Linked DNA regions of Sus scrofa: region 2 is linked to region 1. A link is a contact called in public HiChIP or PLAC-seq data. All regions are on one chromosome and are shown on one strand. Each heading gives the region's core, a stretch centred on a gene start, on an enhancer-like site or on the middle of the called end of the contact. The rest is flanking DNA. Distances are from core to core; before and after follow the strand shown. Region 1 overlaps SDK2 (protein sidekick-2). Region 2 holds the start of CDC42EP4 (cdc42 effector protein 4).

Region 1 (7,931 bases), core at 2,280-4,779:
CTTTCCCCACCAAAGAGAAACAAAGGGTAGAGCTGGGTGGAGAGGGCCAGGCCAGAAGCTGCTGGAGCATTGTGCTGTGGCTCTGGCCTTCAGCCCCCAGCGTCAGCTGGTGTGCAGGGTGGGTTTCACAGGCTGGAATAGGTAGACCCCTCGCCGGTCTGCAGCGCCTGGCTTCTCATGTTTAGCTGGTCCTGTCCAGCACGAAGCACAAGCGATGTGGGGGAGCTGAGGATAAAGGCGGTTTCTCCCTGACGATGAGGGGAATGTGCAGCCGGGGGCTCGGAGGTGGGGAGGCGGCCCCCCCATCACGGCCGGCTCTCTGTGTCCCCCCACCCCCTCCTCCACACTGTCCACCCTCGGCCCCCGCTCTCAGGCACCGTTCCAAGTCCCCCACCCTCAGGGGGTCCTGGCTCCATCCTCTCTCTTAAGCTCAGTCCTTGACCCCAGGGGTGTGGACTAAATCGCAGCCCCCGAACTCCGAACACCAGGTGCCATGCCGGGCCTCCCAGGGAACTCTGGCAAATCAACAGGGCTAACATCCGGGGCCAACATTCCACAGCCTGGCACCCTGGTAAGCCAACTTGGATGGAAAAAACAGGCACCCGGCCCTGGTGGGGAGAAGCTCGCTGAGGTCTCCTGGCCAAGGCAGCAGCCTGCCCTGGAGGGCCCGGGAAGGGACCATCTGGAGTGGGGAGGAAGCCAAGGCCGCGTATACATCCCGGCCCTGAGCTGCATCGAGGTAAAAGCTATTTGCGACTGCAATTATTAGCCCAAGATTAAGGAATGGCGAGGGGCGGGGGCAGGGGATTCCTGGAGTAGCTGGAATTAACTATTTGCTATTGAGATGATTAGTGTTCAGCTACTCTGGGGTATTAACAATGTCACTGGGATGTGACCTGCCCCCCCTCGCCCGACTAGAAAATTAGCTTGAGATGCCGACTTCCCATTATGATTAGTATTTGCTGTCTGTGCTGAAGCAACACAGAATTTTTTTTTCTTTCTCAACCTCAATTACCCAATCACGGATCCATGGAATACCAAGAGCAAGCCTCCAGCCTGCGCTGACTCTGGCACCTCCGATTAACTCTGAAACCTAGCAACGGAGGGAGCTGGCAGTGGCCAGGAGCTCCTGGGGGTAAGGGGAGCCGGAGAGGCAGAAGCAGGTGTCACAGCGACAACGGTGTAACAGGACCTCGGAGCTCAGCCCCCTGCAGCGACTTAGCAGCCGCTTGCTAGTCTCCCAATGGCTTTGGAAGGTCTTGTGATTCGATTTCAGGCTTGACAGGAGAGACTGGGATATTCCAGGAAGTGCAGCGACAGCCATGGTGGCAGATGACGGGCCTTAAAGAGGAGGCTGGGTCTCTGGGGGAAGCCGGCCTCCGTGTGGGGCACTGGCCAGTGGGGTTGCATGGAGGACATGGGTGTTCATCCAGTGGGAACCCAAATCTTCCTTCCTCTGGCTGCTGCTGCTTTTTTTTCACAGCTGCATCTGCAGCATATGGAAGTTCCCAGGCCAGGGGTCGAATCAGAGCCGTGGCTGCCGGCCTACACCACAGCCACAGCAACGCGGGATCCAAGCCACGTCTGTGACCTACACCACCGCTCACAGCAAGGCCGGATTCTTAACCCACTGAGCGAGGCCAGGGATGGAACCCACATCCTCATGGATACTAGTCAGATTTGTTTCCACTGGGCCATGGCGGGAACTCCTCCTCCGGCTTCTTGAACGACCCCCCACCCGAGTCGGTCCACACCCAGCCTCCTGGATCTCCTCCCGTTTTCCACTTGACACAGGGCCACCTGGAGCTTCCGCTCGGGGAGCACAGGTGCCTTCTCACACGATGACGAGAGCTGGCTGGCCCCGGGCGGGACATACCTGAAGGCCTGGCCTCTATGACGTAGCGGGTGATGGGCCCTTTGCCAGGGTCTCCGCTGGCCCAGTGGATGGCGATGGCCGAGCTGTACCGCGCGATGATGGGCACGCCAGGTGGTCCGGGGCACCTGCAAGTGGTACATGGTGGGGGAAGGGAGGCTCAGGGAACTGCGACAGGCGGCCCGCCCTCCAGCAGGAGGGGCTGGGTGGTCAAACCAACCCTGGCCAGGGTCTCGGGAAACCCTGCACGTGCCGAGGTCCAAGGCACAGGTCTTGGCCAGGCCTGCCAGATGGGACTTATTCTCCGCAGTGTCACCCAAAGCCCCGTGTTCCAAGTCCCAGGGCAGGAGGGGTGTATGAGATGGGGCCAGAATGGTCCCCGCTGCACCTGCTTTAAGGCTGAGCCAGAGAGGGGGCTGGGGCTGCAGGGGACCCAGGGCCTCCGCTAATTAGAGGAGGGAGGAAGAGCCGGACTCTGCTGAGGGCTCTCCAGGGGATGGGGCGGGCGGCAGGTGCACCAGGGCTGCAGCCTGTTACATGGGCCACCCACGTGCCGGCCCCCAGGGCCAGGACAGGAGAGAGGAGTCTGCTGCTGGAGTGAGGGGGTGAGCCAGTTCTGTCTGCAGAGTCCTGTATCCCTTCTCTCTGGGGTGCCGTGCAGCGCAGGCCAGGGCCCCGTGTGCCGTTCCCCACCATGCCTGCTCCCCAAGACACCTGGAGCCCTGCACCCCCAAGGCCTGGGGTGGGTGCTTCCTATGTGCCTGTGGGACGTGGGATGAGCCAGTGAGGGAGGGAGTGGGGGACTGGCTGGCCGAGCTGTGCCAGTGGCCCGTGGATGCCTGCGGAGGAAGGAGCTGGGAGCCCAGCTTTAGATCAAAGATCCCCCAGGCCCAGGAGAGCTGGCAGGCTGGGGACTCACTACTGAAGCGTGGCAGCCACAGCCCAGCCCAGGTCTGGCAGCGACCTTGACCTCGGGGGGGCCTCATGGCCTGTCTTCCTTCCTTCCTCCATCCCTTCCCTAACAAGCAATCCTGCCCACAACACAGGGCAATGGTGGCTGAGGGATGGGGGGTGTGGGACTCGGTCTGAGGGAGGTGTGTATGTGTGGGGGGCTCTCAGGACCCCCGAGTTGTTCTCATTCTGCACAAGACTGCACTCAGAGCTGAGAGAAGGAGGCTACCATCTCCTGGACTTGGAGCTTCCAGTGTGTCCTGGCCTGGAGGGAAAAGGACGCTAGGCCGTGTCCCCCCCGCCCCCAGCTGACTCCTCCTCTCTTGGGCCCGGCTCTTGGCTTTCTCAGAGCCCCCCCACCCCCCAACTTCCTCCCCTCTCCACTCCCGCCCAGCCCGGGTCACTCCGAGTCTCAGGTTAGAACAGTCTGTCCTTTAGATGGCTTCTCTCCTGTCCCCGCGCCACTGCTCTGTCCTTGTCCCTGCCAGCTTGCTTCCTGCTTTTGTTTCTCAGGGAAGCTCAGGTGAGAAGCGCCCGGGGAGGGGCTGGGGGCAGGTGGAGGGCCGGGGTGGGGGTGGGAGGGCAGCTCCTGGCCAACTTCCTCCTGCGGCCTGCAGGCTTCCTTCCAAAGGAGCTGAGAGCCAGAGGGCTTTTCTGCAGAGCAGGAGGCGGGGAGCAGAACGTGCCCAGGAAGAGAAAGTGAAGGGGGGTGGGGTCCGCCTGAACCGCTCAGGGCAAACCCGCCGGCAGGGGAGGTGGCCTTGCTCCTTCCAGCCCAGGCCGACCTGGCCTCCTGCTGCGCGCAGGGAGGAGGGCGACGGGGAGGGGCGTCGAGGTGGATTCAGGGAAGGCTGGGCTGGCTGGGTGCTTGGGGCAGGGAGGAGAGTGGCGTGGCGGGGAGGTGGCTCTGGTTCAGGAGGGACATCCTGCCTGGGTGACAGGGACTTTGGGGAGCGAAACCTCAATCACCACGGGCGGCCCGAAGAGGTCCCCTCGGCCTGACGACCAGGACCCCAAAAGGCGTCACAAACCTAAAGGAGCCAGTCTCTCTTCCCTGGTCCCAGGATCTCCGCTCAGGCCCAGGGCATCCGGCCTGGTCTGCAACTGCCGGGCTCCTTTTTCCCTCTGCCCCCAACCCTGCTTTCCTGTCACCTTGTCTAGGAAGAAGGCAGCCGGCAGGTCCCCCTGGCCTGAAGCCCCCCAAGAGCACTGGTTCTCACGGTGGGGACCCAAGAGCCCCTCAGTTCTTGAGATGCACCTTCTGAGGACAGACGCTCCAGGACGCTGAGCTCCTGGGGCCCAGGAATCTGCGCTCGTCACAAGACCCCCAGGGGTTCTGGCCTGAGTGGCACCTTGAGAAACACTCCTGCTGGCCTTCCTTCCCTCGCACCCGGACGCCCGGCCATCCCTGCTCACCCCCGACCACGGCCACCTTTAGAACAGACTGCCAGCTCCTGTTCCCACGTGTCTGACTGCCCCACCTCGTGAGGTCTTCCAGAATCGCCTCCTTTTTTTTTTCTCTTGTTTTAGGGCCATGCCTGCAGCATACGGAAGCTCCCAGGCTAGGGGCTGCATCGAGCTGCATCTGCAGCCTACACTGCAGCTCATGGCAGCGTGGGAGCCGAGCCACATCTGCGATCTACGCTGAAGCTCATGGCAACGTCGGATCATTAACCCACTGAGTGACACCAGGGACCAAACCTGCATCCCCACGGACACTATGCTGGGTTCTTAACGCTGAGCTGCAACAGGACCGCTCAGAATCGCCTCCTTTAGCTGCACCCTTGCCCCCGCCCAGCCCACACGCTGCCTTGCTGTCCCCACGGGCTCACGAGCTCCGCGTGAAACCCGTCTTGCTCACCTCTGCACCTCCAGGCTCCAGCACGGCTCTGGGCACCCCCTTCTGACTTGGGGGGCCGAACACCGTGTGTGGAGACAGCAGCCCCCGTGCCCGCCCCATGTCCCCTACCTTCTCCGGGGCCCGTGGTGACGTTGGCTTCGATCTCGGGCCCGTAGGTGAAGGTCTTGGCTCGGATGCGGAATCTGTAGGTCACCCCCTCCGCCAGGTCCTTCACCTTCAGCCACAGGGGGCTGCCGCCCTTCACGTCCACGGTCACGATCTTACTGACGCCTGGGGGGGAAGCACACATGTGGGGGCTGCGGGACAGGGAAGGGCCGGGGGCAGCGCCTCCTCGGCGTCAGAGGCTGGGCCAGCACTCTCGACCCCACCGTGTCTCTCAGACTGTTCTCAAGAACGCATAAACATTTTTTTAAAAAATGAGGGAGGAGTTCCCATTGTGGCGCAGAGGAAATGAATCCGACTCGTACCCATGAGGATGCAGGTTTGGTCCCTGGCCTTGCTCAGTGGGTTAAGGATCCAGCGTTGCCATGAGCTGCGGTATAGGTCACAGACATGGCTCGGATTCTGCATAGCGGTGGCTGTGGCGTAGGCTGGCAGCTGTAGCTCTGATTCGACCTCTAGCCTGGAAATCTCCATATGCTGTGGCTGTGGCCCCAAACAGCAAAACAAACAAACAAAAAATATATACATATATATCTACATATTAGGGAGTTCCCATTGTGGCTCAGCAGGTTAAGAACCAACATAGTGTCCATAAGGATGCGGGTTTGATCCCTGGCCGCACTCAGTGGGTTAAGGATCCAACCTTGCTGTATACTGTGGTGTAGGTCACAGACTCAGCTTGGATCTGGTGTTGCTGTGGCTGTAGTGCAGGCCTCAGCTGCAGCTCTGATTTAAGCCCTAGCCCAGGAACTTCCATATGCTAAGGGTGCAGACTTTTAAAGTTTTTTTTTTAATTAAAAAAATACAGGAGAAATTGATTGAACATTGTAAGTCAACTATAATAAGAACATTTTTTAGAGAATATTTATATAGGAGTTCCCACTGTGGCTCAGTGGGTTAAGGACCCAGCATTGTCTCCGCTGTGGCAAGGGTTTGATCCTCAGCCTGGGAACTTCCATATCCTCGGGTGAGGCTGTAAAAAAAAAAAAATTTTTAAAAAAATAAAAACTATTAAAAAAAAAAAAGAATGTCTCTCCAGCCAGTTTGTCTATTGACTCAATAACCAGAATCCTTTAGCATCTGGAGGAAAAACAACTCACCGTCACGTTTAAAGTAACCATTGTCCTCCAAGTCCATCTCATCCCGTCCTCCCCAACATCCCATCCCATAAAGTTTGAATTTCCAAGGATCATCTTTCAGGAAGTGCTTCTGTAAAGACGCCACAGTCCAGAGCTGGAGGGGACAGACTCGCAGCCGCCCCTCCAGCCCAGGACAACCTCAGCTGTGGCTGGGCATCCTCACCCTTCTGTGAGCTGGGAGCTCATGCCGGGCCCTCCATCAGCTGAGCCTGCCAGGCTCCTTAGAGCACAGGGAGGACCCAAGAGCATCCTGAATCTCCGCGCTAGAGGGGGGCCTGCATGGTTTTCAGGAGGGGAGAGCTGGCGCTCTGTGTCCATAAGTCAAAATCCTCGCAACCACCAGCCTCCCCGAGGGCTGGGGCTGCGTTTCATCTCCAGTGTCCACCGAGCAGCTGGTCAGCCCTGGGAGACGGGCAGGCTGGGTCGGACCCCAGCACTGGCCCTGGGGACCGTGGGCACGCCCCCACCCTGGCTTCGGTTTGCTCTCCTACTGAGGGAGGGTAGCAAAAGCATCTTAGGCCGGATGTTACGAGGTTAAATAAAAGCCCCTGGTACAGGGTCGGGGTTCAACCTATTGAATGAATGAAGTCCTGACAGAGCAGTGGCTGGCGGGGTGCCTACAGGGTCACGGGGGCATGCGCCCCAGGACTCAGAACTGCAGCACCGGGCACCTGCCCTATGACTTCTGAGCAAACCCCTCATTGGCTTGGGCCTTGCTTCTCCCTGCATCCGCGTGACACCTGTTCTCAGCTGACCTGATCCCAGGGCTGAGGCATAAATGGGGGCCAGACATGGTGCTGGTCCCGCTGGGTGCTATCCAGCTGCATCTCAGCTTGCCGGTCCTGGGAGCTGGGCTGTCCCAGGGCCACTGGGACTCTGGAAGGCTGTGGAGTCAGCCATGTGGTCCAGAGGCCTGGGACCAAGGACCAAAGTGACCAGGCCTCTCCGGTGAGGAGTCTCTGGAGGCCGCAGCCACTGGAGCCTGTGTGACTCCTGCCTGAGTCTGGCCACACCCCCTCCTGGGTGCCGCCTCCCCAGGGTCCCGCCCCACAGCAGTGCCCTTCTGGGCTGGCCAGCGGGCATTTGCAGGTCAGGGCAGGAAGAATGAGGGCCATTGTTCCCTCAGCTGACCCAGAACGGCTGGCTGCCTCAGTGTGCCCAGGGCTCCGCCCCTTGTCCTGGTCAGGCTCTGCTGTGGGGAGGGGTGACCCACCTCCGGCCACCAGGGCGCCACCTGGTAGGCCAGCCACGTCCCCAAGGCCTCGCTGGGCCCCGGGACACAGGCAACCAGGAGCACAGCCACCTTCTGGCCTTTCTAAGTAAAGGGCAGCCTCTGGGGGAGCCTGGGGGTTGGGTGGGTCCCTGCTGGGGCCTCGAGGGCTTGGGGCTGAAGGGTGGGAACAGGGCTCAGGGGCCGAGGGAGGCAGTCTGCAGAGCCTGGCTCTTGAGCTGAGGTTCCCAGAGGGCAGTAGGAGTCATGACCCCCAAACTCATGCACCATCCTGAGAGAGGCTCCAAGATTATTACCAGATTCTCCAAGGGGTTCCTGACCCCAAGAAAGGCAGAGAACTAACCCAGAGTATGGCTGAGCCCCTAAGATTGGGGGCACACAGAAGAGCCCCACTGGGGCCCCACTTTTTTTTGGCCGCAGCAAGCAGCAGCTTGATGTGCCATCTTGGGTCCCAGACTGGGGATTGAACCCAGGCTGCAGCAGTGAAAGCGCCGAATCCTAACCACTAGACCACCAGGGAGCTCCCTGGGGCTCCACCTTGCTTATTCATCTCAGGATTTATATTTTACTAGTATGTCCTTCCTCCCCTCCCCAATTCCATCCACTGACGGGGAGACTATATTTCATAGTTCTCTCCCAAGACTCAGGAGACCAGGGCTGCCAGTGGAATCTTGCCAACTTGCCAATGTCTCACCTTGGCCACGTCCCTTCCCT
Region 2 (7,931 bases), core at 2,012-4,511, 44 kb before region 1:
GGGTCAGCCCGAAGCTTCTAGGGCCAGATTGCTCAATGCTCTGCCTCCGCCCCCAAGCCTTATCTCTGGCATCAACCCAGATCCCATTCCTCCAAGGGACAGACTCCTCCCTCCCCCACACAAGGACAAGATCCTGAGCCTGCAGAACCTCCAGCCACAGGAGGTTGGAGTCACTGCAGCAATTCAGGCTGTTCTGGCCTCTGAGCCCTCCACTCCCACCTTCCAAATCAGAGCGGGGGCAGGGCAGCGAGAGGCGGCCCTTCAAACACCTTGCCTGCCACACCTGGGCACAGCCTGTTCCCTGAAGCAGAAATCAATCAGCCGCTCCAAAGGTGGAGGCGGTTAGGATCCCTGAACCAGAGCCAACTGGAGGCTCTTCTGGGAAAGCTCCTGACTGGTGTTAAAGAAGGGTCTAGATCCCTCTCCCAGGTTGGCATCTGCCCAGCCCCACTCTTAGACGCTCACAGGCTTGGGGCTCCCGGGTCTCCAGTCCCGTGAGGGCTGGACCATCGTGGATGCGGAGATATGTCAGCTTGGAGTGGGAGGAAGGAAGCAGTGGAAGAGGTGTCAAGAAAGAGGAAGGTGGAAGTCCCAGAAAAATGGAAGAACACTCCAAGCGGAGGCCTGAGCTAGGGAGGTCACCAATGAGCGGCGACTCCAGGAACTCAGGGAGAGGGCAGAGGGTCAGAGACCCCAGACCACCGCCTCTGGGAGTGGATTCGTTTTATCACACCAGCCCCCTCCCAGTCCCTGCAGGGGTCACCAGGACCCCTGGGAAGACCAGAACCCGCTCAAGTATCTACCCAGGTTCACTAAACCCCTGTCTGTGGGAAGGGGCAGCTGTCCCCAAGGAGCCCAGGGGCAAAGTCCAAGTTCACAGGAGATAAACCACACTAATTGGGCAGTCACATGAACAGCTCACAGGGCAGCTGATGAAAGCTGGAACCCACATGGCACCCCACACCTACACCGGGTCCTAGCCACTCCCCCCACCCCAGGATGGAGCCTTCCAGGTCAGGAATGGGTGCCCCATTACTGCTTCACAGCCCTAGGGCCACCTAGAGGCTCGGCTGAGCCCAGCCCGGGTCCAGCAAACTCCCCGTTTCTGGGGGGAAATCCACAGCTCCGCTTCCCCCTTCCTTTGTGCCCTGTTCTTTGTTCTCTTAAAATTCAGTCCACCGGGCCGGTGGTCCCCTCCTCCACCCCGGCCTCAGAAAGGGGGCGGAGGGGGGTGGGGAGTTATTAGAAACCCAGACGGTGCAACCAAGTTGCGTTGCTGGAGGCCCTCCTGTAGCCGGCCCCTTGCTGTTTACGCTGGCTGGCTGGCTTGGGGGTCCCGGTGGCCGCTGGGGGGCAGGGAGAGGACGATTCCCCGTCTAGCACCCTCAGCCCTCTAGAGAAGAAAGAGCAGGGGGCTTTACGCAGCTCAGAGACGCTTTCCGGTTCAACTGCTCAGAGAGAGGGGCCAAGAATAGGCAATGGGGACGCAGCCGAGGACCGTGGGAGCCGCTCAGATTGCAAGGGGGTGACAGCAAGAAAAGAAAAAGCATTGTATTTCCCCTCCATTCTCCCAGGGAGAAAAAGAAAACTTCCAAAGCGCAGGCTGCAGTGTCTCATCGCGAAACAAGGAATCTGGTTTGAGTTAGCAGAGAGCACCCCTCCCCCCAGTCACACATACAACACACACACACACACACACACACGCACACACACACACACACACACGCCTGGCTCAGGCTCAGTCCTCTCCCAGGAAGTCCGCCCAGCCTCAACCCTCAGCCCTCCAGCCGTGGCTCCGGATTCCCGCCCTGCAATCCCAGCCGGCCGGGACACTCACTCACCCAGCCCGCAGAGGAGCTCCCAGGGGCCGCACTCGGGGCAGGGGGCAGTTTTGTGCCCCCGCCTGGGGGCGCTCCAAGGAGGGGGCGGAGCTAGAGGCGGCCGATCGCAGTTCCACCGCCCCAAGCGGGTGGTTAAATCATTAACCGACCGCTCCCGGCTGGTGGCCAGGCCAGGAAAGCTTCACCGGCTCCAGCGCGCAGTCCCCTCCCGGCCTCGGAAGCGGCCCCACCCCGCGCAACGGCGCCTCGGCCTTTCCCCGCCTCGGCCTCCCGGGCTCCCGAGGAGGCGGGCGCGCGGGGCGGGGGCCGGGCGGGGAGGGAAGGCTCGGGAGGGAGGGGTGAGGGGGGTAGCATCGGTTCCTTCGGCCAGTCCCTTCCAGGCAGCTCTCCTCGCCTCTCTTCTCCCAGGCCCGGTGACACTGGGTGGCGTGTCTACACGCCTCTGCCACTACGGGCGAACAATCCGGTTCTTATTCATGGCGAACTCTGTGTACACACGCCCCCCTCGAGGAGACCGCGGGCCGCGCGCCGCCGATTGTTGTGCTCCTTGTCCCCGGCGACACACACCCCCGTCCCCGGGCAAAGGGTGGACCTCTAAAAAGCCGTGTCCCCCATCCCATCGCATCTCATCCCCATCCCCAGCAGCGCCTGGGGCTGGCCGGGCGAATCCTAGTCTGGGCAGAGGAAATCGACTGGGAGCGAGGCTTCGCCCGGCTCTCTACCACCCCCTCCTCCCCAGCCCCACTCTGCTCGGACCCAGGGTGCGTGGCCCCCGTCCCAGGCACCCGAGCCGCCCCGCACGCGCCCGGGCCCCAGCCCTGCCACCCAGGAGAGTGGGGGGCTCTGCCCGGCTCCCGGCCCCACGGCCCCTATCGCGGCTTTTTCAATTCTCTCCGCCCCCTAGCAGGGCTCGAGGTCCCCAAGCCCAGCCCGCCCCGCTCCGGTGGCTGTCACGGCCAGAGGCGGGTACCCGTCGCCTACCTGGGTCCCCAGAGACGCGAGCGCCGAGCCGGCGCGGCTGCGCTGTCCCCTCGGTGGGCTCCGCGAGGCGGCGGGGCTGGCGGCCCATGTCCGCGCCGGCGTCTGTTTCCTCGGGCTCCAGCTTTCAGGGCAGGGAGCCGCTCGGACACTCCCCTTCCCGGCTCCTCCCGCACCCTCCCCGCCCCGCAGCCCCCGCGCTGATGTCACGGCGCCGCCGCAGCCAATGGCGGTTGGGAACCTCAGCCCGGCCGCTCGGCCTCCTCGGTTCAAATCTGAAAGCCTGTGACTTTGGGAGCTTCGTGAGGGGCGGTTCGGGAGGCCGGCCAGGTCCCGGGGCGCCCCTCCTTGCTGCGCTCCGGGGCCTGGATCCCCCCACCCCGGGGCTCCCGGGGCCAGCAGCGCGACTCCCCCCGGGGGCCGAGCACGAGGCCGCCCCCAGGCTCTTCCTCGTTTCCAGCATTGACCTGAAACCGATAACCCCCGCCCCGGCCCCGGGCGTTTCCGCTCCCTCCCTCCCCGACCCGAGGCTGAGAAGGTGGAAGCCCCCGAGGTCGTGGATTCCATCCCAGACTCTTGCTGGAAACGGGAGGGAGGGTAGGAGGGGGCCGGCCCCCGAGGCCAGGCCCAGAGTGGGTGTAGGAAGGATTTGGGCAAGGTGACCTGTCTTTGAGGGTCCTGCTGTCCCAAGTCTGTAACCCTTGCCTCCCGAGTATCCTGCCAAGACATAGTTCCCTTCCAAGCGATGCCCTCCCTAGACCTCTGGCCTGAATCCCATGAGAATCTCTTGAGAGGAATAGCTTCCATTTGTAAATGAAGTTAGCAATAAATGCCACGGAGAGGGGACACAGCACAGTGAAATCTCCCTAGCCGTTAGCAGCTCCTTCGCCTATGTTTTTATTTTTAAGGAGAGGGGTTTAGGGTGGCAGACTCCCACTAACAGGACTTTCCATGGGACCCCCTCGTGGTTCCTTCAGCTGGGCTCCCAGTAAATCCTCTCCCAGTGCTAGCATCCTTGGCTCCTTTCACCTGAAATCAAGTTAAGTCTTATCTGTGGCCCCCAAATTTTCCTAATTCTCCGAGGCACCGCCCCTCCATTGTTAACTAATTTTGTCTTTAGGGCTAGCTGTTGGTAATTGATGCTCCTTTTACAGGTGTCCGGATTTGGTCTTCCCAATGAGATTACCTTTCAATTAAGCACACCTCTGGGACAAATTCTTCCACCCTTATCGAATTCAGTGCTTTGCTTCCAAGGCTCCTTCCACAAACATTTAACCATCATTGAGCTTTGCCTTTGGGGACAAAGATGAATAAAGTCCAACCACCACCCTCAGGACGCCCTCAGTGGATACAGGCTACTGCAGGAAGGGGCTTTGTACATGCTTCTAGACACAGGTCCTCACTGCTTTGCTTGCTAGCACCCTGGCATGGAGGCTTGATCAAGACAAAGTGCTAATTTTTTGGAGCTCCCATCGTGGCGCAAGCAGAAACAAATCCGACTAGGAACCATGAGGTTGCGGGTTCGATCCCTGGCCTCGCTCAGTGGGTTAAGGATTGATGACGTGAGCTGTGGTGCAGGTCAGAGATGCGACTTGGATCCCGTGTTGCTGTGGCTGTTGTGTAGGCTGGCAGCTGTAGCTCCGATTCAACCCCTAGCCTGGGAACCTCCATATGCCATGGCTGAGGCCCTAAAAAGCAAAAAAAAAAAAAAAAAAAAAAAAAGGAAAACTTGGAGCTTGAATAGCTACCTGGAAATTTCTTGCAAGTTCTAAGCCCCTGACTTTGGGGAGGGATTTGCAGTCCTAACTACACCTCTGGTGTAACTTGACCTATAAGCCCTTAGGCTCGGACACGTGTCTCAACCTCTTCTAGCTGCCAGGGCCTGCCCAGGAGACCTGGGCATGTGTGATCCCCACATTGGCGTGGGCCTGCCTCCCTCTATGGGTTTGTTTACAGTGGGTTCTGGGCATTTGGGGTCAGGTAATTTTGCCCCAACCCTAACAAGATCAGTTCTGTTGGTTAATCCTATTCCCTTATAGAGAAACTGACGGCCCCACTTGCTCTGGTCCTGCCATCTTCCATAAAGCATGACTCTGGGCAGGTCGTGCCACTTTCTGGAAAGGGCCTTCCCGTACAAACGCCCCATGACTTCCCACCTCTGTCCTGAGCCCCCACCCACTGAATTTCCTTCTACTGGGGTTAAACAAGCTGGTCCTGGGTGGACACTTCAAGGTGTCCCCAGGGCCTGAGCTCAGTGCAGTTTGGGGTGGGGCCTCAGTGGCTGCAGCCTGAGACCCTGCCCCCTCCCTGGGCTATTCACCGTCCCCTTTATGGGCAGAGGTTCTTTCTTTCCCTGGTTCCCGGTTCTTGGGAACCCCCGGGGCCTTTTCTTGGCGTCTGAGCAACCTCCGCTGTGCAGCCTGGGAAAATCCCCAGGATACCAGGCCGCTGGCGGAGAGCCTGGGGCTCAGGGCACGGCCACGGCCACTTCCTGGGACTCTTTTTGTCCCAGGCTCCAGACACATGAGCCCCACCCAGAGAGAGTCAACACGCAGCAGGGCTCTGGGGCATGTTCTAGAGAAAAAAACAACAGGTCATTCCCATGGGATCCTTGAGGACAGGATAGCGTCCCCATTGCTGTTTGGATGGTTTTTTTAATCTTTTAAGGCCGCATCGTGATGATCATTGTACAACTATAAATGTAATAAATTAATAAAAAAAAAAAGCTGCATCAACCACGTATGGAAGTTCCCAGGCTAGGGGTGGAATTAGAGCTGCAGCTGCCAGCCTGCACCACGGCCATGCAGGATCCGAGCCTCATCTGAGACATCCATATGCTGCAGCTCACAGCAACGAAGGATCCTTAAGCCACTGAGCGAGACCAGGGATCGAACCTGCATCCTCATGTATGCTAGTCTGGTTCATAACCGCCGAGCCATAACGGGAACTCCCGCGTTGGTGTTTGAATCCCCGGTTTGGGTCAGCATACGGTGCACTGGGCAGACGAACATGTGTGCAGAGTCCAGAGCCCTGAAGTCCTCCCTCCTTGTGACCCTGGCCTTGAACTGAGCCGTGTTTAGTAACCCCGTCAATGAGCTCACTGGGCCTCATTTACCCTCCCAGACGGCAGCTCCCGAGGACACAGAGGGTGAAGGAGCCCCTGGCTCAGAAGACCCCCGGCCCCGGGAGAGAGATGCTATTCACCAGGCTGGGGACTCTCTGGGGACAGGGGGCAGTAGAAGCATCGAGCTGAGTCAGGAGAAGGGGATGAGGTGGGTCAAGGGATGGTGACTGAGCACAGAGCCTTGGAGTTTACTGGAAATGAGTCCAGACCTGGAGTCAGAACATCTGGGTTGTGACCTTGGGGAAGGCAGCCTCTTTGAGTCGCCTCTGTAAGGAGGTAGCAGCTCAGGTCCCAGGAGGGTATCAGGAGGCTGGAAGGAGAAAAAGCAAATGACCCTTCTCTGTGAACCGCCCAATCTAAGGGAAGGGGCTGCGGTTGCTGTTATTATTACCAAGTCAAACTTTCAGTTTCTAGGTACTGAGGCCCCCCTCTGTCCCCCTCCAGGGAAAGGACAGATGACAGAGCCCCCCACGTATGCTTTAGGAGGCCTGTCACTGTGCATGATGATGTTATTAGCCTACTGCCCTGACCGTGGAGCTGGGACACTACCGGGAAGGTGAGAGGTGACACTGAATGTCTTGTGTATCCAGGGGGAGAATGGAGCTCTGGGCTCCGCAGAAAATGATCGTAGCCATCAGCTGAAGACGGTCAGTTTGGGAAACGGGGACCCTGGAAGGGAGGAATGTTCTATGTGGTGCCCAGTCCTAAAGCCCAGAGCTTCACCCATCAGTGGCCCCCGGAACCAGCAGAAGACCCCAGCCTTGCCGCCCCCCAACAGAGGCTTCCCCTCACCTCTGGATCAGGAACACAGTCCCTGGGTGTGACAATCCCGCTGCTACGACAGGGCCTGAAAGAAGTCACTTGAGCTCTCAGGGCTCAGTTTTTCTCATGTGTTAACTTAGGACCACGTGGCACGAAGTTGATGAATACTCAGGTCAGAGGTCACTGTGGAGGTGGGACCGCACGGAGGGCTCCCCACGTGGATACCAGCCAGTCTCAACATTTTTTTTTTTTTTTTTGCTTTTTTGGGCCCCACCAGCAGCATATGGAAGTTCCCAGGCCAGGGGTCGAATTGGAGCTGCAGCTGCTGGCCTACACCACAGCCACAGCCACGTCGGATCCTTAACCCACAGAGCGAGGCCAGGGATCGAACCCACATCTTCTTGGATACTAACTAGTTGGACTTATTACTGCTGAGCCACAATGGGAACGTCCCAGTCTCAAAATTAAGGGTCGAGTTATACCTTCAAGAACAAATTTATCCCTGCGTGTCCCTCCGGGGGCCCAGAATGGGCCCAACCCTGTTAGTGTTTCCTAGAATTGAGCGGACAGAAAAAAAAAAAAAAATCCACATTATCTGCAAGAGGCAGTCCTGGGCTTCTGATAAAGGTGACTGTCAGGCTCTGGGGGTGGGGGGCTCCCCCCAGATGGCCATGCTTTCTGTTATGTCTCTGGGGAGATGTGGGCAGAGCCCCAGCTCTGCAGGAAGGCAGCCCCTACAACCAGATACCCTCCTGGGCCCCTAGAGAGATGGACAGAAAAGGGACTAGAGGAAGGAGAGAGAGCATCTGTTTGTGCCCAGAAAAGGCTCGTCTTGTCCCCAGGAGACCAGCTCGGAGGCAAATGCAAGCTAAATAAAAAGCACTTCGAGAAGGCAAGGGTTGCTGTCTCTACGCTGCATTGAGACTTCCTGTTAGGAATTCTGCACCTCCATCCTAAGGGGTAGTTGCTATCATGAGTCCCATTTTTTCAGATTAAAAACAAGAAAGGCTAAACAACTTGCCTGAGACGACACAGCTAAATCCAGACCTTAGACAGGCAACACCTAAGCCGTGGGGCTCGGGAGCCCACAGTTCCAGCCACAAAACCACAAGACAGCAGGAAACAGGTTCTAGCTGAAGCATGAATGATCTTGTTACCATCCTGAGCCACGGCGGGCAATCCACGGTCGCTAGGGGAGACCGGGCACCATCTTACCAAGCAGACAG

The links. HiChIP or PLAC-seq counts read pairs in DNA pulled down with a chosen protein or histone mark.
Region 2: an H3K27ac HiChIP or PLAC-seq map of skeletal muscle shows a contact between it and region 1. The contact joins the promoter of CDC42EP4 here to the enhancer-like site in region 1. A contact is called at or near these places in 2 of 5 promoter capture datasets (fetal liver and liver), 8 of 47 Hi-C or Micro-C datasets (adipose tissue, embryonic fibroblasts, heart right ventricle and 4 more) and 2 of 2 datasets of contacts at active chromatin or transcription factors (alveolar macrophages and skeletal muscle).

Annotation. Positions count from the first base shown.
Region 1 is chr12:7,589,624-7,597,554 of Sscrofa11.1, reverse strand. It overlaps SDK2 (protein sidekick-2), which reads right to left. Exons shown (of 46, transcript XM_021066690.1): 40 at 4,791-4,955; 41 at 1,877-1,999. Among named protein-coding and RNA genes, the nearest start is that of CDC42EP4, 44 kb to the left of the region's middle. Within about 2 kb of position 3,529, at least 29 of the 83 cell types and tissues checked have an H3K27ac peak or open chromatin away from gene starts, as enhancers often do. A contact at or near this core is called in adipose tissue, fetal liver, liver and 3 more, where this site is marked.
Region 2 is chr12:7,633,127-7,641,057 of Sscrofa11.1, reverse strand. CDC42EP4 (cdc42 effector protein 4) reads right to left here and starts at 3,261. Exons shown (of 2, transcript XM_003131243.5): 1 at 2,823-3,261. It overlaps LOC110255976 (a long non-coding RNA gene), which reads right to left. Exons shown (of 3, transcript XR_002337007.1): 2 at 6,153-6,253; 3 at 3,879-4,111.